2 separate regions of the Triticum aestivum genome follow, and region 2 is linked to region 1. Evidence: chromatin contacts called from public Hi-C data. All regions are on one chromosome and are shown on one strand. The core of a region is the stretch at or near the end of the contact, and the rest is flanking DNA. Distances in the headings are between cores, read along the strand shown.

Region 1 (6,144 bases), core at 1,122-3,621:
TATTTTGAGAATTCTCATTAATTTGAGCATTTGTTTGTTCTAGTATAACATATCCCAAGAAAGGTCCAAACTAATGGCCAAGTTTTAAGGGAAATCGTTTGGCCTCCAACATTGTTGGAATTTTTTGGAAGGCCATAAGAAGTGGAAGTCGGGAAATGAAGACGGTAGTCTACAAACTGGGAAGTGCAACAATTCGTCTCTCGATATGGACGATGATAGTGATGACGATGGTCCTAGAGAGGAATCGTAAAGGTGTCTAGAAGTCCCACTCATGTGTCTAGAATAGTCGGCCCGATGGGAGGAAGAGAGGAAAGGAGAAGCTCAAGGAAGAAGGACAGGCGGCGGTTATGAAGAAAAATATCGACGAGTGATGCGAACAAGAAATGACTTAGCTGAAAAGAGGAAGCAAGAGAACCTAGAGACAGAGAAATGGAAGAACCAAGAGAAGAAGGCAAGATGATATGCTATGCAACAGAGAAGGCGGTGTCAGGAACAGATTGAGGCGCATATGCTTGAAATTCATATGGACAAGGAGGCGCGTAAGTTCAACTTAAGTTCCGGAGGATCGGACGACAAGTGAACAAATTTTCGAGCTGAATCAACTCATCATGTTGGATCTGAGCCAAATGGATCTGGTGGCGCACAAATTTTGGGAGAAGGTGTGAATGGTGATCATACATTTCAGCAACCTTGAAGGAGGGGACAATGCACACGCCAGAGGACGAGGGGACAACGAGAACATAAGAGGAGAAGGGGACGGGGCAAATGGTTGGAACATGTGATTTGTGTTTGTTCATGCAACTTTTAAAAAACTATGTACATGTTTGCTTGATGTGCTAAACGTTTAAATTTGAAGGGAATCGAAGTGTTTGACTGAGAAAACATAAAAAATGGAGGTTGAGATAGGACGACTTTGAGTTTGTGTGTCGCCTGCTCAGCCTCCAAATGCATATGGAGCACGCGGCATCGAAGAAGTGTTTGCAAAGAACTTGATAGACACAAGTGGTTGCAATTAACTTTATTTGAAAAAAATGCAATAGAACAATTCATTTGCAAGCTAACTTGGATCTGTTAGCACGAAGAGCATCTTGCAAAGAGCAACAATATAAATAAACTCCCCGTAAAAAATAGAAAATAGAAAAAACATACTAGTCGGCATGGACAATGATTAGCTAAAGTACGTGTTTATCCTTAGGTAATGTTGATGTCATAAACGTTGTTTTGAGCATTGTGTCATGACATGACATAATTAATGGCTTCCATAATAAATAAATAAAATGATGCCCGAACGGTGCTTTCCGTGTAGTCTTACCAACATCTAGTCATAAGTCATGTGCACACAGCACACACACTAGCCAGCCAGCTATGGCACCAGCTGAATTCACAACTGCAAGTTGTTGATGGTCCATCCAAGCCTGCATTGAGATCAAATTTGATGCTTTTAAAATCACCGCAAATGAAGTAACGGACACGTTTTTAGACAACGGCGTCGCGCACATTAGATACTCCTTTGAGGTGTGTCTTGACGTGCTAGCTAGGCCGTCAAGTTGTCATCGTTCATCGTCAGGAAAAACTCAAAGTTGATCCTTCGATACAGAGGGAGGTCAGTGGAGCCCCCTTTTTCCATATTCAAAAAAATATTAACCACATTTTTGGGAGATCTAGAGCTAGATTTTTTTCCATAAAATAAAGTTGTTACGTCACACCAAAATACAAACCACAAGTGTTAAATTTAATAATAATAAAATAGTAATACTCAAGTTTACTTTGGACTGAGTAAAGGAGAATTTGCACCAGCTCTTGCCAATGCCGAGCTGCCAACTGTGTCACAGCTTAATGGGGGGCTAGGTCAACTTCTGTTCCGGACGATGGTTGGCTAACCAGAAGTTTTAGACAACAAAATTAGCTTAAACTATGGCTCCTTCAGTTGCATGAAATGGCCAGAATGAGGTATTCCGAAAGAAACGTACCACCTGATGCTGATGGGTGCGTGGATATGCACGTAGCTCGTCTTGTCTTTTGTGAAGTTCTCAATTGACCAGTCAAGATTTGCACCCCGTGCTTTCTTAATTTCCTTGTAAAACATGTACTAAATCTAGTCACGGTAAGCACCTAAATTCCCGTGCAATTTGTATCGATGTGCTGGGTGAGTGTGAACTCTCGTCTTGGTCCCCTGCAAAGACTCTCATTAGTTTAGCTCAGCGACGCGCCATGCAACGCGGCGCATGATCGAAGCGATCGCGCGTGGCACGTGCGGTCAATTGCTCTCACTTCGAGCTCGATCGATCCAACCGAGAGCTCAGCCGCGCGTATAAATGGCCACCTTTCCACCTCGAGCAAAGCAATTAGCTAGATCGAGGCTTCCTTACATCGAGGCAGCAAATCCAGAGGCGCGCGCAGAGACAAAAGCAAGAAATTAAGCTGTAAAGGGAGAGGCGGTAGTCTAGATTCTAGAGGACATGGCGGCACTCGTCACTCCAGCTGCTTCGGTGGTGTCCGAGCTGGTGGTGCGGGGCCGGGAGTCCGCCGCCGTCCTCGAGGCCCTGCTCCAGGGGGGCTCGCCGCAGGAGCACGGCGGGATCCGGGAGCTCGCCGCGGAGATCCTTCTCTGTTGCGACCGCGCCCTCGCCGCGCTCCACGGTCGCGACGGCGTCCATGCGGTCGCGCTCGCCAGCAGGAAGCGCAGGTCGTCGGAGCCCGACGGCGCAGCCTCTCAGACGAGGCCGAAAAGAAGGTAAGCTAGCTGTAGTAGTGTCTGCTTGCTCCGGCGTTACTATTTCAGTTCAGGCGAGCAAACGACTTAACAAGATCGCTTCGTTACGTTTTTCCAGGATGCGCGCGAGCAGCGGATCGACGGCGACGAGGGTCGAGAAGCGATCGACGGCGGAGGACGGGCACATATGGAGGAAGTACGGGCAGAAGGAGATCACGCACAGCAAGCACCCGAGGCTCTATTTCAGGTGCTCCTACAAGCACGACATCGGCTGCCCGGCGACGAGGCAGGTCCAGCAGTCGGACGACGACCTCTCCCTCTACGTCATCACCTACTTCGGCGACCACACCTGCTGCCACGGCGACGAAGCCGTCGCCGCCGCAGAGGAAAAGGACGTCAAGATGCAGCCGTTCGTCATCAACTTCGGGATCGGGTCGGCCACAGAGAGCAGCACCAGCGGCTCGCCTTGGCAAAACTCTGATGACGGTGATGGCCGGAGCGAGATCCCACGCTCGTCGCACGCCGTATGCTTGCCGGAGGGAGGAGAAGCAGATGAACTGCGACTGAAGGTGACCAAAGTTGAGACAACTTCGTTAGGCTCGCAGCCAGCGAGCCCGGCGGCGGCAGAGCTGAGCTCGTCACCCGACGTTTCCTGTGCTTCCCCAGCATGGGATCCTTTATCCAGCTGCTGGGAGTGGGATCAATTCGTCGAGAGCTCATTCGATTTCGTTAGTAGATTCATCGATTTCGATGACTTTGCTTTGTACCAATAGCATGGTGAATTTCCTCCGTGTGATGGTTATAGCTAGATGGTCAACTTAATTTTGTGAGGGATATGGATTTCTTCTACTATGGCGTTCTTTGCACTAGCGATGAGCGCACGCATGAAAGCAAGTGTGTAACATATACTCCCTCCGTCTAGAATTACTTGTCCCGTAAATGAAGGTATCTAGACGTATTTTAAGTTCTAGATACATCCATTTTTATCAATTTCTGCAACAAATAATTTGAAATGAAGAAAATATATTTTTGGTTAATGTATTCGCCTTTACTTCTAGAGCTTTAGAAATTATGTTGTCACCATGCTCCTCTTCGTTTCTTCCTTCCATTTCAATGGCGGCAAAGTCAAGGAGGAGGCACCATCATTGGCTTGTCATAGAGGTGGTGACGAAGGTGGGTCCCGCTCCATAGTGGTTAGGGTTCAGGGGTGGGTTGCCCACATGCCACCGGAGAAGAACCCGCGACACCTTGGCTTAGAGAGATGATTGGTGAGAAGACCATGCATGAATGCCAAGGACCACAAGACGAGAGTACAACTAGTGGTCATTCATCGATGGACGGATCGATGAGCGGGAGAGAGTAGATGATGACAGGCTCCTATAAATATTTACCGCGGTGATGGATCAGCATGTGACGATAGCTGCGGGAGACAAAAGGAGGACATTGGAGGCAATAGAAGAAGAGGCTCATCGGAGCTCGACAATGATGGTGGTGGCGGCCAAAAGATAAAAGGGAGGGGAGATTGGGAAGATTTGAGAGAAAGAGAAGGGAAAACTCGTTGGATGCAACGGATCTAACAAATTTTTTATAATTTTAACCAAAACCCCTTCCGATTTGAGGCAACCAAATAGGTAAATCTCATCTTTGTGCAATGAAACTCTGCAGTGTCCATAGAACATCCAAAAATTCAAACTCCGATGGGATCAAGCGAACCGAAGGCCGTTCATATCAGCTTTGGTCAAACCCTCTTTGCAGAGAATATATAATCCACATCTGTATCTGTGGCCAGATCATGATTGTATTTTAGGGGTGTTAAATATGATCATTTGTCCCTGGAGATTAGGAACGAACCGCGCCCACTGAAGCCCTGATACAGCCCGGACGTAATAATGCTTACCTCACGACACTGAAGGAAGCACTAATAAATTCATGGCCATTATTCTATTGTGATGGAGAGATAGACAATGGAGCATATATATCGATGCTTATGTGTAAGGCTCACATCAACACCCTCCGTGCAACCCATGGGGGGAGGCGACGGCATGCATACGACTATGTGATCGAAGTGTTGAACTTAACCATGCATCGTGTGAATGCTTGCATTGCATGAGGGGGATGCCTGCAAATGTATAGTAAATAAAACAACATTAGGCGGGGAGGAGGGGTCAACTCCAGCCTATGTGAATTGGTACATGGATTATTTAGATACAGATGTAGCTAGACATGTTTTAATGCTAGATACATCCATATTTAAATAAATCTAAGACAAGAAATTTAGAACGAAGGTAATATATATTGCTGGAGTGATAAAACTGAAAGGAGTACATGCAATCTGCAAGTGGGCGCCTGAAATTCTTGGCATGTGTAGTCCGCATACCTCCGGCTGCACAGCGTCAGGCTTCCACAAACACAATGGTACCGTGCAGGGTGAGCTGGAGAAATCCTCGCTACAGTCGTTGAGACTAGGAAAAATGCAGTCGTTTTTTCAGGGGGCTGAAAATGGAGCAAAATTACTCTTTTTTCGAGAATCTGGAGCAAAATTACTGATCCTGCGGTCCTACTGCATCTTCGAGACCATTCGCGATGCGGCCGGGGCCTGAGCAAGCGGCGGGAGAAACACGAGGATGCGCGCGGGGTTTCCAAGGGTTTTTTTTTCAGTCGTGGGTTTAGATGGGTTGCTTTTCTCACTAGTGGCCCATTCAGAACAAGAGGACCGTCGGCCTGGTAAAGAAATGGGAGGACATAGCAAGCTTTTAGACCAGGCTATATCGAGCATGTCGCGTACGCGCGTGGGCCAGAATGCGTACGCAAATCAGTTCTGCTCTCCTTCAGCCTGCCGACGCCGAGTGCCATCTCTGCACTTCCGCACGCACTGGAAGCTGTATCCCCTCTCCTCAAACAGAAAAAAAAGGAAGCAGTATCCCCTCTCATGGCATGGCACTTCTGTGGCTGAGTGCCAGTCAATGCTGTAGAAAATTGAGCACCGGAGAGCCGATCCTCGCTGGGTTGCGTAGTGCTAGTGATAGCCGGCCAAACATCAAAGTCAGCATACCGTACTATCCTAAACTGTAATATGAGGCTCAATATAGTAAATCCAAAGCTGTATACTAAACCGAAGACAGTTATTTTGGGACGAAGGAAGTAGTACCCTGCTCAGCGTAGTTTGCCAGATCCCAAAGAGCACTCGGCGCAAAGCTGAGCGTCATGGGCAACTCACAAGGAAACCTAACGTTGTGCACAGCTGCGCACATGTCGAAGACTTTCTGGTTTTTTGTGTTTTTTCTTTAAGGCCGGTACTCTGCGCCGGCGTATCGGTCCAAATTTATGCCGGTCTGCTGCCGAGCGTTGGATCTGCAAAGGTGAACGGACGAGATTGTCGCTGCCAAGTCATCTTCTTCCTTCCACGCACGCACAAACAGAATAAATGGATC
Region 2 (5,969 bases), core at 1,910-4,409, 210 kb before region 1:
GCTTAAAGCACAATTGTTGTCCGGGACGGCCAATTATTACTGTCGCCCAAGGCGAACTATCTCGCATTAGGTAAGATATAACATTAGTGTACATAACTAAATCGATTGATGATAGGTGGTATGTCCATGCTCGGCCCGTGTAAACTCGCGGGAGCTATTTCTCGCTTATATGTGAGGCGTAACTAGCTCTGGGGCGCGATCGATTTAGTGGGTTGTCACCTTAGGGCTTTTTCTTGGAAGGTTCTTTAAATTGGTTTGGACTAGTTTTAGCACCTTCCGTGTGTTTTCTTCTTCTTCATTTCTGTGTATTTATTTATCTGCTTTATTTGTTTTTTTTACATTTTTCCTTTTTGCTTTGTCTTTTTATTTTATATAATTTTTAATACAAATTGTACATTTAACGTATAATCGTGAAACATTTCGTGTACATGTTTTAACATTTTTAAAATCCACGATAAACATTTTTTTAAATACATATTTGAACATTCCCTTCGTTCCTAAATATAACTCTTATAAAGGTTTCAAATGAAGTACAACATACGGATGTATATAGACATATTTTAGAGTATAGATTCACTCATTTTGCTCTGTATGTAGTCCCTTGTTGAAATCTCTAAAAAGACTAATATTTGGGAACGGAGGGAGTACATTTGAAATAATTTTTAGAATTATGAGAACACATTTTTATTCTAAACTTATGCGAACACATTTTTGTCATTGTATAAACATCTTCTAAAATTGTCATGGACATATTTTTGAAACTTATGAGTATTTTTCAAAATGTCTTGTGAAGTTTTTGAATGGCATGATTCTTTCAAAATTACGCAAACTTTTTTCAAATGGTATAAATATATTTTAAAAATACTACGATGTTTTTAGAACTTGTTAACACTATAAATCTCACAATCATTTTTTCAGGATACAAACATTTTTCTAAATTACGCTATTTTGAATTAATTGACGCAGCCTCTATAATTTATGTAAGACGTTGTATAGAAGTTGCGTCAATTAATTTAGACCTAAGGGATAACATATTTTTTACGCTGGTTTAACATTTGTAAATTCATGGTGAGCGTTTTTGGAAATTTAAGTAAATTATGTTTTGAAATATATGTATTCAAGTGTTACAAAAATATAAAAATTCGTAAAAAAACATAAAGAGAAAAATACTAACATAAGTTATAAAAATAAACACTACTTGGGGGCTCCAATAATAATGACCGGAGGCGTCCCTGCAGGGGAGACCTACCTCGGTCTGGGCACCCCTATGTCTCGCTTAAAGTGAGACGTACCGAAGCCTCGCGTCAGGACAGCGCCAGAAGTGCCAGTCCAGGTGCGCGGGAGGCGACGGCCTCGTTTCTCTGTTTTTTTCTACGTTTTTTGATTTTGTTTCCTTCTTTTTTAACTCTTGTTTATACTTCCAATTTTTTTGAATAAATATGTTACAAAAAATACTTTACATATAAAATTTGAAAAAAATGTTAAACATTTGAAAAATATTAAATGTGTATATAGAAATGAATTCAAAAATATACAATGCATATGAAAAAAGTTCGTTATGCATTATTGTGCATCTGTGCAACAAACCAATCAATTTTTTTGATATAATAAATAATGTGTCATTGTGCCACCAAAAAAGTATGTGACTAAAAGTCATAACATAAACAGATGAGCAAGCAAGCCAATCAGAAGTTCATAACCCATTCATCATGAAGATCTATGCGCATATTGCTACGGATGTTAAAACATGAATTTCTGGCATTTACCGTGATATGCAGTCGCACGACATTTGGAATGAATTGGAGGAATGTGGAAACCATCTTTGCCTCATTGGGGACACCGAAACGCATCTGTTGTATAGAAAAAATGTTGACAATGTATTAAAAAAGCTTGTATTGTATTAAAAAATCTTAAACTTATATTTCAAAAACGTTAAATGTAACACATGAAATTTTAGTTATGTATAGGAAATTTTTTGACTAGGTATAGAAATTTTTTAATCTTGCATTTAAAAAAATGTCAATCGAGCATTTGAAAAATGTTAAATGGTATAGAAAAAAGGTTGACCATGAATTAAAAAAATGTTTGTCTTGTATTTGAAAAATGTTAATCTTGTATTTTAAAATATGTATAAAAAATGTTGACCATGTATTAGAAAAATATTAATCTTGTACTCACTCCGTCCTGAGTTACTTGTATTAGATTTATCTAGATATAAATACATCTCTATCTACACAAGTCAATGAAAAGTAATTCGAGACTGAGGTAATATTTAATTTTTTAATCAAGCATAAGAAATTGTCAAAAGTATGTATGAAAAAATGTTGACCATGTATTAGGAAAATATTATACTTATATTTAAAAATCTTAAACATATATTAGAAAAATATTTTTGGCATATACAGAAAACATAGCATAAAAACCAAGAAAACAAAAATAAACAGAAAGACAATGGAAACCAGAAAAGAGACAAAAGAAAACAAAAAAGAACCCGGAGAAACAAGTGTAAAAAAATGAAAACAGTGAAAACTGAGAAAAAAACAAAGGAAAAGAAAGTAACCCGATGAAAGCGGGAAAGATAGAAACAAAACAAAAAATGATGCAAAAAAGAAAAGGAAAAACAGTAAAAACCAAGAAGTAAACGAAGAAAAATAAAGAAAACAAAGTGATAAAGAAATAAAAGAAAAAACACAGTGAAAACAAAAAAGTAACAAAAACAATTAAAGTAAAATAACATACTGTAAAGAAAATTTAAAACAATGAAAAACAGTAAAGAAACATAGAAACCGTCGAAAAGTAACAAAAAATCAAAAAATGGAGAAAAGCAACAAAGAAATAAAGAAACCAAAAAAGAGATTATAAAACAAATAAAAGACAAAAGAAACGACCATGAGCGAAAAAACAGTGAGCCAATGAAGCGTTCGGCTCAGTTGCAAATAGTGATCACGAAGAAGCGGAAAAAAAGAACATAAAACGGGCCACCCAGTTACTCCGCGAGGAGCTATTCCCTTCAGGCGAGAGCAGCTTGCATCTCGCGTAAAGCGAGATATAGCTCTCGTGTTTCGGTCTTTGTTATAAGTGAGACAAAGCGCTGTCCTGTAAATCTCTACTTCATTGGATTAGGCCCAATATATATTTCGGTGGTGGCCTCTTGATTTCCGTGGCCTAGAACGCCGGCCTTGCCCGCCTAGCCTCTCACTTGGTCAGGCCTGACAATATTGGCAATAGTTTGATGGGTCACGCTATTCGTCACCCTGGGTGAGGAATAATTATTCTTCACCCCCCTCTATATTATCATCAATGCATCGTAATTTTACGTTCTGTAAGTTTTGTCTTATTTCCGACGTAAAAAGAAACCGTAAGAAAATATATAATCGTCGTAAAAAATATGTTATGTTATGTAAAATTACAAACGGAAAAATATAGTGTAAAATACACATAAACTGCAAATTTTCTTGTATTATGACCTATATTTTTATTTTCTTATGCCAAATTTTACGTAGTGAATCAATAGAAATATAACTATTTGAATTCCAAACGTAATTTAATTCTGAAATGATCGTAAGATTACCTCGGATGAAGAATAACTTATTTTGCACCCTGGGTGATGAATAGTATCATTAATAGTTTGATATAGGTTATAATCTATTTCTTCTCTTCTAAAAAAAGGCTATACTATGTTGTCTCTGTTGTGCTCAAATGACTCTCAAAAAATAAAAATAAAACCATGTTAAAATTATTAACTTAAATTGAAGGACATGTAAAGCATCTATAGGCGGACACTCAAACGTCCGAGCGGATAGCCCGGTAAAAAAAGTGATCCAGACGGACGCCTCAAACCGACCTCAAACTCTCTGAATGATCGGCAACTCTCATATCCAGCTCAAATCTGGGGCGGATATGGGGTGGTCCGGGCGCGACCATGCGCGTCCGCCGCATAGGAGCCGACTCACACTGGCCCACGCGACTCCTCATACATTCGTCTCCATCCACTCCCCGGACCTAACCTTAACCACTCCACTCCACTCCGTTCAGTCCACTCCGCCCTCAAAGCTCCCGTCCAACGATCTCAAACCTTCTTCGGCATGGCGGGCAGCGGATCCGAGTCCTTCATCAACCTATGTGCAAACTGGGATGTCATCCCAGTCGGGCCAGAGGAGGAGATGGCCGCCCGCATTGCGCTCCGCCGCAACCGCAAGGAGAATGCCTGACAACGATCAGACTCGATCCACCAGGGATCCATCGCGTTCGCCTAAATGGTGCGTGGATCCTATGCGGGGCGTGTCGTCGCTTCCTTGCCGGAGGCGGTGCGCTCCGTCTGGCGTCCGAATGCCTTGGCGACGCGTAGCCCCTTCGTTGGTATGCGGACGACGAGGCCATCCGTGGCCCGTCCGCTGAGTGTATGGCGCGGCGTGCCCACCGTGCAAGGCAGAAGGCGAGGCCGTGGCAACCTGTGATGACCGGATAATTATCTACTAATGGTGCCATGTCACCTCGATTTTTGTTAATAAACTCACGTTAGTTCGAAACGATTCATAATTAAAATTTTAATTAAAGGCAAAAAATAAAAGTTTTCAAATATTAAAACTAAAATGTTCGGAGTGAGCCAAATAATGCATAGGTAATTATGGCGGAGGAACTACACTTTTATAAAATGCTCAAATACTCTAAAACGATTTAAACAGTAGCAAAATCAATTATATAAATGCCTTTGGTATTTTATAAATTACTAAATTATCTTAATTCGGGGTAAAAACTTTTCATGACAGTGGGTTATTCTGAAACATTACTTTAGGGGCTATTGTCATATTTTACTAAACTAAAATTAATGTGTAACTAAAAGAAAACAGAAACAAAAAAATTAAATAAAAGGAAAACAAAGATAATTAAACGACAACCCCCTCCCCCGACTGGGCCCTGGCCCAGTTGGCCGAAGGGGCCGGCCGGCCCAGCCGACCCCCTCCCGCCCCCCGTGGCCTCCTAGGCCACCCCACTCCCCGAACCCTCACCCCTACCTATCCCCACTCCCCACTCGCTTCCTCCTGCACGCCTCTCTTCCCTTTCCAGTCTGGATCGGGGCAGAGGGCCCCGACCCCCTTCGCCACGTCGCCACCGCCCGGCGCCTTCGGCCACCCCTCACCGGCGCCCGCCTCTCCATCTCCTCCTGCATGGCGCCCGCCCCCACCTTGACCGGACCTAGATCAGGATCGATCCCGCTGTGCCCCGACGACCGCGCCCCGCCGCCCGGTTCTGCTCGACGCCATCTTCCACGTGACCGCCGTCGTCCTCGTCTCCTCCTCGCCAGACGCCGGACGCGACCTCGACTCCTCCCCAAGCCCACTGCCAGTTCCCTACGACCTCCCCGTGAGCTCCCCTCTCCTCGTGCACCTCCGGCCTCCACTTGCTCGCCCCCGCGCGCGCCACACGCCCCCTGCCGCTCGCAGCACCTCCGACCACCTGCGCGTGCACCCGCCGCCTCCTTCCTTGCTGCTACTACTGCGCTAGCCACCGCTGCTCGCTCTCGGCCGCTGTCCGCATCCCGTCTGCGCCGCTACCGCCCCACACCGCCTCCGCCTCACCCCCATGGCCATTGTGCCCTGCCCCGCGCGACCCGCTGCTGCCCGGCTCGCCTGCCGCGACCGCTTGGCCTGCTGCTGCCCCACTGGCGTGCGCCGCTCTCGACGTCCGCCTCCAACCGCCGGCGCACCGCCCATCCGTGCTGCTGCGGTTGCTGCTGCCATTTTGCCACGCGCCGCTGTTCCCGCCTGCACGTCACCGACCGCGCGCCCGTCGCCGTGCCTCGCCTGCGCCACCAAACCACGCCACCTGCGCCCCGCCTCGTCCCTGCTCGTCGGCGCCCTACTGCTGCCACGGCCACGCCTTTATGCGTGTGGTCGCATGCCCATCCCCGAGTGGCTCGGTTGAGCCATTGACCGCTGGGGCCCGCCCCGGGATAAGAACGAAAATAA

What was found. Hi-C and Micro-C count contacts between places; a contact is called where the count stands out from the background.
Region 2: a Hi-C map of root shows a contact between it and region 1, with 8 times the contacts expected there. The contact joins the enhancer-like site here to the promoter of LOC123158775 in region 1. A contact is called at or near these places in 2 of 5 Hi-C or Micro-C datasets (leaf and root).

Annotation. Positions count from the first base shown.
Region 1 is chr1A:496,974,086-496,980,229 of IWGSC CS RefSeq v2.1, reverse strand. It overlaps LOC123158775 (probable WRKY transcription factor 70), which reads left to right and starts at 2,371. Exons shown (of 2, transcript XM_044576648.1): 1 at 2,371-2,734; 2 at 2,832-3,621. The coding sequence starts at 2,460. The coding sequence ends at 3,486.
Region 2 is chr1A:497,182,016-497,187,984 of IWGSC CS RefSeq v2.1, reverse strand. No RefSeq gene overlaps it. Among protein-coding and RNA genes, the nearest start is that of LOC123159134, 33 kb to the left of the region's middle. Within about 2 kb of position 3,159, at least 3 of the 8 cell types and tissues checked have an H3K27ac peak or open chromatin away from gene starts, as enhancers often do. A contact at or near this core is called in leaf and root, where this site is marked.